Linked DNA regions of Mus musculus: region 1 is linked to region 2. Evidence: chromatin contacts called from public HiChIP or PLAC-seq data. All regions are on one chromosome and are shown on one strand. Each heading gives the region's core, a stretch centred on a gene start, on an enhancer-like site or on the middle of the called end of the contact. The rest is flanking DNA. Distances are from core to core; before and after follow the strand shown. Region 1 has its middle 7.5 kb from the start of Gm38926. Region 2 overlaps Lrmp (lymphoid-restricted membrane protein).

The links. HiChIP or PLAC-seq counts read pairs in DNA pulled down with a chosen protein or histone mark.
Region 1: a contact with region 2 is called in an H3K4me3 HiChIP or PLAC-seq map of bone marrow-derived macrophages, with 2.2 times the contacts expected there. The contact joins two enhancer-like sites. A contact is called at or near these places in 10 of 115 datasets of contacts at active chromatin or transcription factors (bone marrow-derived macrophages, double positive thymocytes, effector CD8 T cells and 4 more) and 3 of 9 other capture datasets (adipose tissue, embryonic stem cells and liver).

The regions. Positions count from the first base shown.
Region 1 is chr6:145,339,564-145,342,334 of GRCm38.p6, reverse strand. No RefSeq gene overlaps it. Among named protein-coding and RNA genes, the nearest start is that of Gm38926, 7.5 kb to the left of the region's middle. Within about 2 kb of position 1,479, at least 422 of the 459 cell types and tissues checked have an H3K27ac peak or open chromatin away from gene starts, as enhancers often do. A contact at or near this core is called in bone marrow-derived macrophages and regulatory T cell precursor, where this site is marked.
Region 2 is chr6:145,147,999-145,150,698 of GRCm38.p6, reverse strand. It overlaps Lrmp (lymphoid-restricted membrane protein), which reads right to left. Exons shown (of 19, transcript NM_008511.4): 6 at 2,622-2,700; 7 at 1,342-1,412. Among named protein-coding and RNA genes, the nearest start is that of Lrmp, 28 kb to the right of the region's middle. Within about 2 kb of position 1,443, at least 45 of the 459 cell types and tissues checked have an H3K27ac peak or open chromatin away from gene starts, as enhancers often do. A contact at or near this core is called in bone marrow-derived macrophages and regulatory T cell precursor, where this site is marked.

The sequences.
Region 1 (2,771 bases), core at 230-2,729, 190 kb before region 2:
TACTAAAACTATCGGAAGGTGTCTATGATGCAAATATTCTATATATACATAGTTAATGATGTTTGCACAACACATCTGTCTCTTGCTTTAATTTAATCAGGGTTAGTTATAAGGTTTTTAAAAATGGCTTTTATTGGCATGTGTGGGTTAAAAACATAAAGCAACATTCACAATTGTATGATTTCATTTACTTGAGAGTAACCAAAAAAATGGCATCTGTGATTTCACCTAACAGCATCCTGAAGCTCTGGCAGCTCGCCCTGAGAGTCCTGATACCAGCCTGCCCCATCTTTGTCTATGGGTATCTGTGATGGTGAAGCATTTGCCAGCAGAGGGAGCTCTTTTGCTAGAATCCAAAGCGCTTACTTGTCTCTCTGTCTCTGTCTCTCTCTCTTAGGAAAAAAAAAAAAAAACTGCAAACTACGAAGCAGTCCGCTTTGAGGCATTGTCTTCACTGTTACATGAAGTCGCTGAATGAGCTCTGGGTTATTTAGGACTACACAGATGTCACGGGAGAACGTCGATTAATATAATTTAGTAAGATGTTTGTGGCTTGTGCTTTTTGTCTGACTACTTCGCACAACCTGACAGACCCTCCTGGATGTGCCGCGCCTGCTTTCAGGACCTGGCTTTTTAACCCCCGGCTGGAGGGAGACACTGTTTTTTGCTTTTTAAATTCGGCTTGGGTGTTTGTTTGCAAATAGGATCTCACTACGTGGCTTTCAATCCTCCTGCCTCAGCTCCACCGCACCCGGATGCAGTTTAAATTTGGTTCTAAACCGGGAGACATCGTAAGTCCTGCATCTCCGAGCCCTGCTGGCTTTCTTCTCCAGCTCGCTGCGTCTTACAGCGACCACAGCACGCAGTCTGTTTTGAGCATCGGAGTGGCCAGTCATCTCACAGAACCGTGGCGGGTCAGCTCTCACGTGGTTTAAATTTAGCCGCTAGGAGCCACCCGCAGCATCTGCTCCCGGGTCTCCTTGAAAACTTTTCGTAGAAAGCAAAAAGATCCAGTGTCAATCGGCGGGCAGAGCTGATGTTCCCTGAAGGCGAAGGACGTCCTACTGGACCACCACCTGCCCCATTTTATTTCATTAAAAATATATGCATGTGTATATATGTGTATGTATGTATATGTATATATATGTGTGTGTGTATACACACACACATACATATGTGTATGTGTGTATATATATTCATATATATGTATATATGTATAGTTTTCTCTCCACATTTTTACATAGCCCAGGCCAGCCTGGAACTCAAGGCAATCCTCCTGTCTCAGCCTCTGCGAGGCAGGGATGACGGACACATGCCAACCCACCCCGCCCTACTTCAGACCTGGCGGTCGGCAGGTCCGGCGACTCCGCCCACTGTCTTGCCGGGGAGGGGCAGGCGCGCTCCCGTCCAGGTCGCGGCACGGTTGTGTCAGCCCCTATGCAAATGAGATACCCAGAGCGGCCAATCGGAAGCCGGCGGGGCGGTGACGTGCTCTCAGAGCCCGGTGGTATTTATAGCTCGTATTTAAAGAGCCCTGGGGAGTCTCCCGCTCGCTGGGCGGCGGCGCGGAGCTGCGCGGTGGCGGGTGTCGAGGGGGGGAGGGGGCTGGGCCCGGACGGAGAGTGCAGAGTGCAATGGTCTCGCCCCGCTCCTAATGGTCCTTGCCTGGGCTCCTGGACAGAGGGAGAGCTCTGTCACTTGAACAATTAATGTTTCTTCCTTTCCCTTTTCTTCCTTCCTTCCTTTCTCTTTTTTTTAGCTCTTTGGACAGAATCTAACTCTAACCTAAGCTGAACTGTAGACCACTGTATAACACAAGCTGGTCTGTCCACGAACTCTCAGCGAAACTCCTGCCTCAAGTCTGAGTTTGCAGACCGATGTTGCAGTCGTGCACCATCGCGCCCAGCTTGACTATACATACGAATTTACACATATATATGTATATTATATACTTTAAATCATTTTTTAAGCTAGGGATTTGGACTCTCAAGCAAGAGCAGAAGATTCACTCCGACCCCACCCCAAGCCTCAGTCGGAGTCACCACCAGTAGTGGGGTTTCCTGGTACTTGCTGCTTGGAAGCCGTCTTCCTGGAGGGGGGGGGAGGGGAAGACAATACGAGCTGGAAAGCCAAGAGTCGTGGGATTAGGGGGCGGGGCAGTTGGCTAGGTGACAGTGTGATCATGGAAAATAAGATGCAAGATAGTGGCGGTGATCATCCCGTTTCAGTCGACTGATCGCCAGACTCTGCAGTGCGAAAGCAGGAAGCGCATGACATCAGAGGACGGAGGAGCCCTGAATAGGACCCGGTGTCTGCAAAGCTGGCTGGCTTCCTCTCTCCTCCTCCCCTATACCTCTATCTTATAGCAGAATTTGGTCTTGACGGTGAGCTCAGGCACTGGGTGCTGCCCTAGGGAGACACTGACCAAGTTTAGTATGCCTGGGTGCCTGTTCACCTGAGTGTATAATGACACAGACCTCAGATTCGTTTAAGGACAATCAGGCTGTTAGATGGGTTTGTAGAAAGGAGCTAACCTAAAGTGCTATGATTACCACCCTAACCTAACGAACAGATGGCGAATGGGGAGACCCTCACTAGTATGCAGGACACAAAGGCTTCTCAGCTACCTCCACAAATACAGTTCTCAGTAAGCCAAGATTGGGTTGTTACCCACCAAAGGGTCTGGGGTGTGCCTGGTCCCTTCTTGTTTTTTTGTTTGTTTGACTGTCTGTCTGTTTGGTTTTTGTTGTTGTTGTTGTTATTGTTCTTCC
Region 2 (2,700 bases), core at 194-2,693:
GTTCCTCACCACCTCCCGTCTCTGAGCTATGACAACAGAACTGGAACTTGCTCTAATTTTTAATAAGAGGAGACAGAGGCTTCTATAGTAGACAGTGTGGCATCTTAGCTACACCCCATACTAAAGGATAATTCCAAATAACAGACCCATCAGTCACCTTTGAGACATACATACTCTCACATACACTCACACAAACGCATTCATACAAACACACTCACACACACTCTCATATACTCTCACACACATTCATACACACACTCAAACACACTCTCATACACTCTCACACACATTCATATACACATTCACACACACACTTCACACACTCATACACACACACTCTCACACACTTGAAGGAGCAAAACATAAAGAGCCTTGGAGATCCGTGAAGCTAGAGTGCAGCCTCCAGCCTCTCAGTGGGTCTTTCCTCATGGGCGGAGTTCCCCTGCTTTCTGTGGGTCTTTGTGTTAACCTTATAATAATATATTCCACAGCCTCAGTACTTCTAGTCTGCCTTCTATGCCACCCCCATGGCTCTTCCTCTGTGACCTTTTGGGCTCTGATACCAGTGACTGGGATGTCTGATCAGCATGCTGTGAGCACACACACACACACACACCAGACACACACACAAACATACTCTCCCAGGCCTCCTCAGAGTCTTATGCTGATATCCTACACACACAAACACATGCACACACTCACACACACTCTTACACACTCACACACATAGGCCTCAGTCTTCTGCTGAGACATCCTACAGACACACACACTCACATACACACATTCTCAAACACACTCACATGACATGCACATATACATATACTCACACACACACATTTTCTCACACACACTCACATGACATGCACATACACATATACTCACACACACTCACTTTCTCACACACATTCATATGACATGCACACACATATACTCTCACATACTCATATACACATGCGCACACACGCTTTCACATGTGCACACCCACTCTCACATGTGCACACACACTCATACACATGTACACACTCACACACATTGTCACACATTCACTCATAGCTGCTGTTTTGCTCAACCATGTGCAGTAATGCCCTCATCACCTTGTTTCTGGTTGACGTCTGACGCATTAATGAGTGAGTGAATGAGTGCATGACAGTGTGGAACAAGGCTGTCTACACTGGAGCTCAGTGTGTGACCTTGCCCAAGTCAGTAATACCCGGGCTGTATAACTAAATTCTAGTAAGTTAGATTTTTCTCTTAATATCTTGAAAGTGTACGATGAGACTTCTAAAGAGTGTGACATAAATTCAGAGGGACAGATCCTACAGCTTATCACTGTTTCCTCACCAGCTGGGATGCAGCCTTGGCCACGCCCACACTCGTGTAGTCTCCATAAGCAGCAGGAGCTAGGCTGGTGCCTGTAAGAAGAGGAAACACAGGGAAGGGCTGGAGATGCATCAATCAAAAGAGGAAGAAGCAGCAGGGTGGTGATGTGGGTAGACCAGCAAAGGACAGAGGCTGGCACGTGACTGCAGTCAGAGGCCCCGCAGCACGAAGTCTGCTCTGCACAAACGGAGGAGGCCCGCCCCCCACCCCCTATGCCTTCGCAGGAGCTGAGCTGCAGAAAGTTCCCCAGTCTGTAGAGTGCCCTTTCAAACGGAGGACTGAGTGTTTCTTTATGCCTTTTTCTAATGCCAGAAGCCCTGTGGTATATACAGGGCTGGTAATGATCAAGGCATTCCACCAAGCATGGATGCTTCAGAGCATGAAACTGGGCAAAGGGACCCTTTGGGGACAATGTCATGCTTGGTAAGTTCTGTTCATTTTGCACAGTGCACAGAATGCTGGGAGAACACTACCTAACATGTGGCACTTCTCAAGAAACAATCAGCCTACAGTGTTATAAAAGACTATAAGAAATAATAAGGGCTGGAGAGGTGGCTCAGTGGTCCTTCCAGAGTTCTTGAGTTCAATTCCCAGCAACCACAGGGTGACTTACAACCACCTGTAACAGGATACGATGCCCTCTTCTAGTGTGTCTGAAGACAGTGTATATATATATATATAATTTTAAAAAGAAAGAATAACAAAATAGATATCATTTTTAAAAAAAATATTATTTTTCCCCATGGAAGTTTTCAGTTTTCCCTCCAATTTTAGACCTACATACAACTGAAGGTTCTGGAATCAAAAGGCATAGGATTTAGCCAGGTGTGGTGAGTTTAAAGCCAGCCTGGTCTACATAGTGAGTTCTAGGCCAGTCAGCATCTTAAAATTTGTCAGCCATAATGATGTCTCACTGGAGATGGCCATAGAGAAGTGCTTTGCCTTGGGAGCCATATGGACCTACCTGATCAGCCTGCCTGGCTGGTTCCCTGGATTCCTAGTGGACCTGGGCTAACAGTTCCATTATTCCGACCTGATTTTCTCATCATTATTCTAAGGGTGTGCTCTCTCTCTCCTACCAGCTGATCAGACCTGACTGAATCCAGTCAGTTTCTGTCAGATGGCAATATGTAAGGCCTACTATAATATATTGTGATTTTTGTTCCCACTGGCTTTTCTAGTTTGTAGGCCCCACTTAGGGGCTTGCTCACATGTTGCCCTGGAGTTCATCGACATTGTACCTTGCATGGCAGAGGCGGCTCTTGCTTCCTCCTCCTTCTCACAGAGAGGTTTGCAGTCAAGGTCACCAGAAGCCATGTG